Regions from separate parts of the Zea mays genome. Here all the other regions are linked to region 2. The links are chromatin contacts, called in public Hi-C maps. All regions are on one chromosome and are shown on one strand. Each heading gives the region's core, a stretch centred on a gene start, on an enhancer-like site or on the middle of the called end of the contact. The rest is flanking DNA. Distances are from core to core; before and after follow the strand shown. Region 1 holds the start of LOC100276220. Region 2 holds the start of LOC100279824 (GDSL esterase/lipase LTL1). Region 3 holds the start of LOC100192754 (7-hydroxymethyl chlorophyll a reductase chloroplastic).

Region 1 (2,933 bases), core at 149-2,648, 250 kb after region 2:
CGAAGGTGAGGAGTTCAGCGCGTGGAGAACCCTGGTGCACCGAACATGTCCGGTGGTGCACCGGACAGTCCGGTGCGCCAGACCAGGGTGCCTTCGGTTGTCCCTTGCTCCTTTTGTTGAACCCTTTACTTGGTCTTTTTATTGGCTTATTGTGAACCTTTGGTACCTGTATAACTTATAGACTTGGGCAAACTAGTTAGTCCAATTATTTGTGTTGGGCAATTCAACCACCAAAATCAATTTAGGAATATAGGTGTAAGCCTAATTCCCTTTCAGTAATGGCAAAGCTAGGTAATTTTACTCTAACTTTATGAGAAGGTCTATAATTCTAAAATATGAAGTACCTCTCTTGCTACTTCAAGAAAATATGAAGTTGCCCCCCGATTTCAAGTTTTTTGGTGAATCTGAGTTCGCTTCAAGAAAAGCGTGAAGTTGCCCCTGGCTTCAAGTTTTTTGGTGAATCTGAGTTCATAAAGTGGAGGATATTTGGCTAACTATTTTTAAAGCTAAACTGAAGTTAGGACATGAAGCAGTACTAAACATGCTCTTAGTGTGAGATTCAAAAGTCTGAAACATGTGTCTTACCCATGGCTTCTAGGTTTGCTTCTCCACCTCATCTCTTAGCTATTCATCTTATAGACTATCTGTTACTCTAAAACAAACAGGGAACTTATTCCAACCTCAAAGTATATGCAAAGCATGGTATAGAATTGGAAGTTAGGTAGATCCTCCATATAGAAAAGAATATAATTCTTTTTTAAGGTACCAAATACATCAAATTTGATTAAATTTATACAAAAATAGATTTTTTTATAGAAACTAAGTATTATTAAATTAATTATAAAGACTATTTTTATAATAAAACAATTTAGTGACATAAGGATACTATTTACCATAAATTTAATAAAACCCAAACTATTTTGATAGATATCTCTATCTCTACTATTATAAAACATCTTTCCATCGTCACCGTGCATCACACGCGAAACGCGTAGATCTGTTTTTTTTCTCTCGCATTCTAGAGTCCTGCATTGCCCGCCGCAAGAAACTTCCAATACATGTTTCTATTGACCTAAAATAGAACATATATCTTCGGTCAGTCTGGGATGTGGGATGCATTAGTGAATTTGGACTAACACCAGTCACTCTTTTGTGCTCGTAGGTCCGTTTGCCTGCCTATTTTTTATCAGATTGTAAATAAAAACACCCACACAATAAATAACCTTTGTCAATTTTTTTCATAAATTTATTCCTTTATGTTTAAGAACTAATTATTTAATAGAATTATAGAAATATATTATCAAATAATTTATGCCTCGTCGCAAGCGCACGAGCAATTTTTGATAACATGTGAATATATGTGTTGCCGGAGGAGTACAACAACGCCGGCCTCTTTCAACATACTTGGCTGGGCCTTCCCCAGCGGCGAGGGCGTGGCCCGTTGTACAAGTATAACAACAATTGGCCCAGCGTAGCATGCCCGTGGTGGTGGCGTCATCGTGTCTCCTCGATCCCCTCTCGTTCCTCCCTCGTCGCCTCATCAATTCAAGATCCAATCTTTGCTGCTGCCACTCGGCGATCCGATCGTTCTCGAGCAAGGTCGGTGGCCATGGCACGCTGCCGCCATCACCTCCTCCTCCTTTCCGTCTTACTTGCCTTGGCTGCTGCTGCTGCGGTAAGATCTTACTTTCTTCTTCATTTTTTCCTCTTTCCCTTCCGATGTGTCTTCACCTGCCCCTGACGGTGATGCTCATCTCTTGTGTCGTGTCCCATCTTAGCGGCAGGCGCAGAGTCATGGAAAAGCCTCCGCCGTCTTCATCGATGCCTCGTCGCACCGCTACCTTCGGGACCAGCAAGCCGACCACCAGGTACCGTACCAAAATTCCCCATTCAAGCTCTCTTTAGGAGGAAAAGAGGAACCAACGAATCTGCTTAGATCTGTTTTGCCATTGAGCGTCATGCTTGAATTATTCCCTTGAAACGACCATTGGATATGTAGCTAGTTTAGTTACTGCTTATAAGCACTAGTTACCATTGGGTATTTTAGTCTGACATACACCACTACAGACCTCCCCTTCTGTGATCGCATACTTTGCTGGCTAATATACATATAATCGTGTTACTGCAGGACGCTTCAATGTCGTTAAATGAAGTTTCTGCGGTTGTTTCTGTCTTGCTTGGTTTCGCACCGTCAACATCCCTACCAGCTATTTCTTCTTCGAAGGTTATTTAAACTTCATCCTGCTGGAACCAGCTAACCTCTACATGCCCCCCCCCCCTCTGCCAGAATGTCTCAGCCTTTGTTTTTCGATTTTCAGTTGAACAAAGTTCTTCTTCCTAATCCATTTGATAGACCGCGTGCTGTTTTCCTCGTGCAAATTGATGGGTTCAATGGTATGCCAGTTGTTATGGAATGCTTTGTATCATTATTTGCGAATTTCTGTGCATTGTGAACTAGCAACTAAATTTCCCCTCCTGCTTGTGTGTTGGTCTCAGTTCCTAGCTTCGTATCTGAAGGCAGCAACATTTTCAAGACCAGGATTGAAGGTGCAAACATCGCTGATACAGGGCTTACAGGTTTAACTGTCTATCTTGCAGCTTCTTATAGTGGATCTGTACATCTCTCTCTCGCTCTACTTCTGAACCTGGATGCCCCACTTCTTGGGTTCTTATCTTGTTGTTATTGATATATTCTTTTTATCCATTATTTACTTTACAGATAAGGATGACTTAATTGTCATTCATTCAGATGAATCTCTAGATCTCTCTCGATCAGATTATCTTGATAATGAACTTTCCAGCTTGGTAAGCAAGACAAATGCAGTTTGATGTATAACATTTCTATTTACAAATTGTAAGCCGATATTTTTTTTCAGGCAAACTGGTTGGAGGGATCTTATCAGAAGTCTACCGGCAAACTAGTCATTCCCTTG
Region 2 (2,769 bases), core at 22-2,521:
CTGAGTCAAACCACTAGCACTTTTCCCCTTCACTCTGGTGCATCTGCACCTGTGCAAGTCATCGTAGCTTTGCCCCTGTATTTGAGAGGCCAGTTGCTGCCATTGGGCTTAGCCAAAGATGCATATACCCTTCTAAAACTAGCCAAGGCCCATCCATTTTAAATATCTGCTATGCATAACACTAGAAAGATAATGAAAGCAAATGGTCATCTCTAGAAATATACTATAGACCGTCCATCTTGAGAATTTTTTGCTTTGTATACCTGCGCTATGGCTGCATCTGCATTACAAGGTGGGCTGTGAGTCAGCAAGAATTATGCATAATTCCTGTGCTTTTTGGCATATGCCAGAGCATGCTGCAAGCCTGCAACTGCAATGCAAGTGCTAAAGTCACAATACCCTGTTTTTTCTATTGTAGAAAAGGAAATGATTTTTTTTAAAAAAAATGTTGTCGTTGGTTGCTGATACTTTTATGCCCTCTTTTTATGTCGTAGATACCGTGAAGCTGTATCGCAAGGGGGAGCTAGCTAGCATGCTGTCGGACCTGGATATCAACATTGACAACTCATGACAAGCTATGTTCTGCAAGGATTGGGCGAGACTTGGGCAGCACTGTATTGAGTTTCTTTTTTTAACATGTGCGATGACAAACACTGGTGTCATTTACACATTTTCGTTTGGTACTCCGATTAAATCATTGAATTTGACCACCGTATATATGCAATTTGCTAGAAAAAGAAGGGAACGAGCTCGCAAATCTTGTGTCCTCGGCAATTTTTGTCTATTTTTTCCCAAGCGCATATATTGCAACGCAAACGATGTGCGGCCCGTCATGTGCCGTGGAGCAAGATCGGGTAGCTGAAACCCCCAGGCCCCAGTCACTTGTGGGGAGTTTGACTGCCCGTCCCGTGATTTTTGGAGTAAATATACCAGCACTGCCGAAGCCCGAAAATGAATGGCCTGAAAAATGGGGTGGTGTAGGGTTTGTTACGCAAGGACAGAGCGGTGTGTAGGCAGCCGCGGTTACAGTTACAGGCGGAGGGGGGAGGATAATAGTAGACTCGCAGTACTCTCTTTTCTTCTTCAGGTAGCGTTGCAATCACAAGACTCAGGCAGTGTGGTTGAACATCCCCCAAAGGGCCGACCGGTGCTGCTGCCAATTTCCATGCCACCGCCCACCCTAGGTGCATGGACAGATCGTTGGAACACTAGACTGCCTACTGAAATGCGGTATAAATAGGGACCCTCGCCATGGAATGCAGTGCAGCAGCTCCATCAGCCCGTATACTATTGATCATCCCACTCTCCCCGTTATCTTCTTCCTGTTATATAGGCGTCCCGCAGCAGCAGCTGAGCAGAGCAGCGGCGAAGAAGCAGCAGCAGAATGCTTTCCGTTCCAGGAGCAGCAGGTAGCCGTGGCAGGCTCGTCGCAGCCACTGCGTGCTTCCTCCTCGTCCTCCTGCTGCTGCAGGTGCGCCCAGCCACGGCCACCCCGACCCCGCCCCGCGCCTTCTTCGTCTTCGGCGACTCGCTGGTGGACAGCGGCAACAACAACTACCTGGCCACGACGGCGCGCGCCGACTCGCCGCCGTACGGCCTCGACTACCCGACGCACCGCGCGACGGGCCGCTTCTCCAACGGCAAGAACGTGCCGGACATCATCAGCGAGTACCTGGGCGCGGAGCCGGCGCTGCCGTACCTGAGCCCGCACCTGGACGGGCGGAAGCTGCTGGTGGGCGCCAACTTCGCGTCGGCGGGCGTGGGCGTGCTCAACGACACGGGGGTCCAGTTCGCCAACATCATCCGCGTCCAGAAGCAGCTGCGCTACTTCCGGCAGTACCAGGACCGCTTGAGCCGCCTCGTCGGCGAGGACGCCGCCGCGCGCCTCGTCCGCGGAGCGCTCGTGCTCGTCACCCTGGGCGGCAACGACTTCATCAACAACTACTACCTGGTGCCCTTCTCGGCGCGGTCCCGCGAGTTCGCGCTGCCGGACTACGTGCGCTACGTCGTGTCCGAGTACGCCAAGGTGCTGCGGCAGCTCTACTCGCTGGGCGCGCGCCGGGTGCTGGTCACGGGGTCGGGCCCGCTGGGGTGCGCCCCAGCCGAGCTGGCGCTGCGGGGCAGCCGCGACGGGGAGTGCGACGCCGAGCTGCAGCGCGCCGCCGCGCTCTACAACCCGCAGCTGGTGGACATGATCAAGGGCGTCAACGCGGAGCTCGGCGCCGACGTCTTCGTCGCCGTCAACGCCTACCGGATGCACATGGACTTCATCTCCGACCCGGCGGCCTACGGCTTCGTCACCTCCAAGGTCGCGTGCTGCGGCCAGGGACCATACAACGGCGTGGGGCTCTGCACCGCCGCGTCCAGCGTCTGCCCGGACCGCAGCGTCTACGCCTTCTGGGACAACTTCCACCCCACGGAGAAGGCCAACCGCATCATCGTCAGCCAGTTCATGGACGGCCCACAGGAGTACATGCACCCGCTCAACCTCAGCACCATCCTCGCCGTCGACGCCCGCGCCGCCGCCACCTTCAACTAGCTAAAACACGATACAGCATATGAAAACAGACCACATTCATATTCTATCATATATTATGCACCCATCCGAACCCCAGGCTGGCAGTTCATCAGTATTTGTACTCCGATATGACACATCATACATCTAGTAGCATGCATTTCGCCCTAGTGGCTAGTACTAGTACGCTTCCTGCTGAGAATCTGAAATAAAAACGAGTTGTACTTCATCATTCATCCAGTATACTGTAGTTG
Region 3 (3,094 bases), core at 389-2,888, 190 kb before region 2:
ATAACAAAAGTTTAAGCTCAAAATAGTTACAGAAAGTCTGGAATTGCAAAAGTATATCCAGTCAAGGAGTGTTATACACAAGCCATAAAGGACAATTCTGAAAGCCATCAGTTTCACAATACCTGGCCAAAACAGGTCTTGGAGCAAGCCTGTCGTCAGGATCACTGCAGAGGGGGTAAAAAACATTATTTGAATCCATGTGGTAATGCTTGTGCATAGCACTGAGAAAGAATGATGTGGCATTTGATTCTTGTTTGGGTGCCTTTGTACACAAACCACAGCATCAACCATGTTTGCTTTCAGCATCTCGACAGCGATTGTTGTCACTATTCCCGTCCACTGGGCTCCTGTTGCATGTGAGGCACATATATGTTACAGGGTACAAAACATAAGTCGTCAGGGTACAGTTTTGTCTAACAAAGGTTTGTTGAGTATATCAAGATAGTGTAGGAAATAAGATGCAACATTCGAGGTGTATGTGGTTTCGGTTTGTTATGGAAGGGCAGTGAACAAGACTGGTATATTGCATATGTGTGCTTCCTTAGATGGATGCAGGCGGTTGTTGAAGGATAAGAACAACTTGTAAAAGGTAATTAGTACCTTCAACAGGTTCGGTCTTCCTGGCATACAAGAGTTGGTCATAGACTCCAAAGTACATTTCATCCATGCCTTCCTTCCGGCCTCTCCCGTGGACTTGTCGCTCAAGATCCTAAATATAGTGAGGAGAGTGTTGGCATCTGTAAATTTGTGTCAACTTTTTTTAGGAAACAGGAGAGTTCCCCGCTTTATTTCACTGAAACAAAGTGTAGAATTCATGTCGAGCATTACTACTCCCTCGGTCTAAATTATAGTTCACTTTAGCTTTATTCTAAATCAAAACTTCTTTTAACTTTGACTTGACCTAAGTATTTTATAAAAAAATATACTCCCTCTGTATATGTTCAAATAAACTATCAAGACATTTTTCACGAAGAAATTGATGAAATCATTTTGATATTGTAGATGGTCTCTATGAACTTGGTCAGAGTTAGAAAAGTTGAACTATAACTTTCGACGGAGGGAGTAACTGCGTGCAGCACTGCAGCCCATGGCTTGATCAAACATCAGACGATCATTTTTGTTTTCATTCAGCAAACTGTTTGAGCCGTTCTAGGCAGGTGATGTGATGCGAAGATGAAGGGAGGTGACCTCGACACGGGACATGCCGTCTCCCAGGAAGGCACAGGCAGTCTTGACATGCGCAACGTAGTATGTGTCGCAGAGCCCACAACGGCTTGAATCGCCATACGAGTAGAAATAGGAACAGAGGTAAGCATCGCATATTCGCATCACATAAACACACAAACAAACAAAGAAATGCGCAGCACAGCAGGCATATACCTGCAGTGGTCCTTGGCAGGGTAGACGGCGCCAGGAGGGATGGGCTTGGATTTCTGCCTCCAGTCCTCCCTGACCGCCTTGGCCCTGATCTTGCGCGTTCTCTCGGACCTGGAGGACGAGGAGGAGGCGAGGGAGGGTCGGCGGAGTCCAGGAGACGAGGACGAGGGCGACGAGGCGTGCAAGCAAAGGGAGAGGGAGGTGCTGGAGGCCATGGTGGCGGAGATCGTCTCACCTCAGTACCTCACCGGTGATAAGACGGAGGATCGAGTGGAGATGGAGGAGTCATGCCTTGAGCCTTTAAGAGAAACTACTGTTACTGGGCCACCTCATGAATTTCGGCTCATGTCCACCCTTTGAGGAAAATTCGGAGCCTGCAAAATGTCCACCCATCGATGCATAGTGCATCTTTTTGGTTTTCATATTTAAAAATATTCAAAATTCAACACTATACCCCGGATAAAAAGTTAACAGAAATTATGCCGCCCATATATGTATTTTTTTACTTCGTAGTCCCTCCTTTTGGTGGGACGACGATCCGTACTCTTAGATTGTCTTCAACACCTTACTCATCATATCTCATATCTCAACCGCTATTTTAAACTTAACTCTTATAAACAGTAGTATACAATATAAAATAATTTTTTACGCGATCATATATATGACTAGGTTCATGCCCATGCGTTGCTACGAAAGTAAAAAAAATAGTATAAAACATAGATACGAAACGATAAACAACATTATGATATGCAAAATCTATGTGGCAAAATATCACTGTAAAACTATTATATTGGCGAGATAAATATGTAATCTTATTATAGCTAATTGCACGTGCGTTGTTACGGTTTCTATATATCAAACAATTAGACTTTATTTTAACAAATCACGAAAACATGTGGGTTCTGTTGGTTAGATGAAGGTGGATGTACAACAAACAAATATTCAAACCACTACCTATTGATAGACTTTGTTTTACAAAACACAAAATATATATCTTCTGTTGGTTAGATGGGTGTGGATGTAAATCCAATAAAGGCCCAAACTACTATTTATGTGTAATTGTACCTAATTTTTGCATAAAGTAGTAATTTTATCTAATTTTTTCATAAAGTGGTAAAGATGACCACTATTTATGTGTAATTGTACCTAATTTTTGCATAAAGTAGTAATTTTATCTAATTTGTTCATAAAGTGGTAAAGATGATCTACGTTGAAACCAGAAAAACTAAGCATTCTTTTTTGCCTTAGCAGAATCTATCAGCACACATCACGCGATTCCAGTCCACCACGTATATATGGAGCAATAGCTTGCCAGTGAACTCATCTCTCGCATGTTATTTCACTCTTCAGTTTAAAATCTGATAGATTGTTTGAGCTAACTCGAGCTCTGCTTCAGATGTTTTGTAGTTAAAATCTGACACGAGACATATATCATATGCAATGGGCACAGATTCTGAATCCTTCCATGTGTTACACATTCTCACAGCGAAGCACAAAACACATGATGTACAATGCACACAGATCTCCCAGGTAGCTAATGACTGCAGAATTTATTCCTGCAACTGAAAGCAACCATTTGTCCATCTCGGTGTGCAGCAAACACATTTGTTCATAGGCGTCCCGTTGCGCGACCACTTGATCCTCATAGTGAAGTAGACCTTGGCAGCGGCGGCCTTAACAATGGTGACCCTAGCCGAGATGAGCACCTTGGTCTTGA

The links. Hi-C and Micro-C count contacts between places; a contact is called where the count stands out from the background.
Region 1: a Hi-C map of tassel shows a contact between it and region 2, with 5 times the contacts expected there. The contact joins the promoter of LOC100276220 here to the promoter of LOC100279824 in region 2. A contact is called at or near these places in 7 of 25 Hi-C or Micro-C datasets (ear, endosperm, leaf and 2 more).
Region 3: a contact with region 2 is called in a Hi-C map of tassel, with 5 times the contacts expected there. The contact joins the promoter of LOC100192754 here to the promoter of LOC100279824 in region 2. A contact is called at or near these places in 4 of 25 Hi-C or Micro-C datasets (ear, endosperm, leaf and 1 more).

Annotation. Positions count from the first base shown.
Region 1 is chr1:205,873,437-205,876,369 of Zm-B73-REFERENCE-NAM-5.0, reverse strand. It overlaps LOC100276220, which reads left to right and starts at 1,398. Exons shown (of 11, transcript NM_001150061.1): 1 at 1,398-1,675; 2 at 1,779-1,868; 3 at 2,129-2,224; 4 at 2,319-2,394; 5 at 2,497-2,577; 6 at 2,720-2,805; 7 at 2,877-2,933. The coding sequence starts at 1,610.
Region 2 is chr1:206,119,476-206,122,244 of Zm-B73-REFERENCE-NAM-5.0, reverse strand. LOC100279824 (GDSL esterase/lipase LTL1) reads left to right here and starts at 1,271. Exons shown (of 1, transcript NM_001152779.2): 1 at 1,271-2,769. The coding sequence starts at 1,385. The coding sequence ends at 2,539. LOC100282211 (Grx_S12 - glutaredoxin subgroup I) reads left to right here. Exons shown (of 5, transcript NM_001368943.1): 5 at 495-715. The coding sequence ends at 571. It also overlaps a transcript of LOC100275585 not described here.
Region 3 is chr1:206,310,944-206,314,037 of Zm-B73-REFERENCE-NAM-5.0, reverse strand. It overlaps LOC100192754 (7-hydroxymethyl chlorophyll a reductase chloroplastic), which reads right to left and starts at 1,638. Exons shown (of 17, transcript NM_001137952.1): 1 at 1,381-1,638; 2 at 1,189-1,273; 3 at 601-709; 4 at 263-347; 5 at 123-164. The coding sequence starts at 1,592. It also overlaps the pseudogene LOC103645220.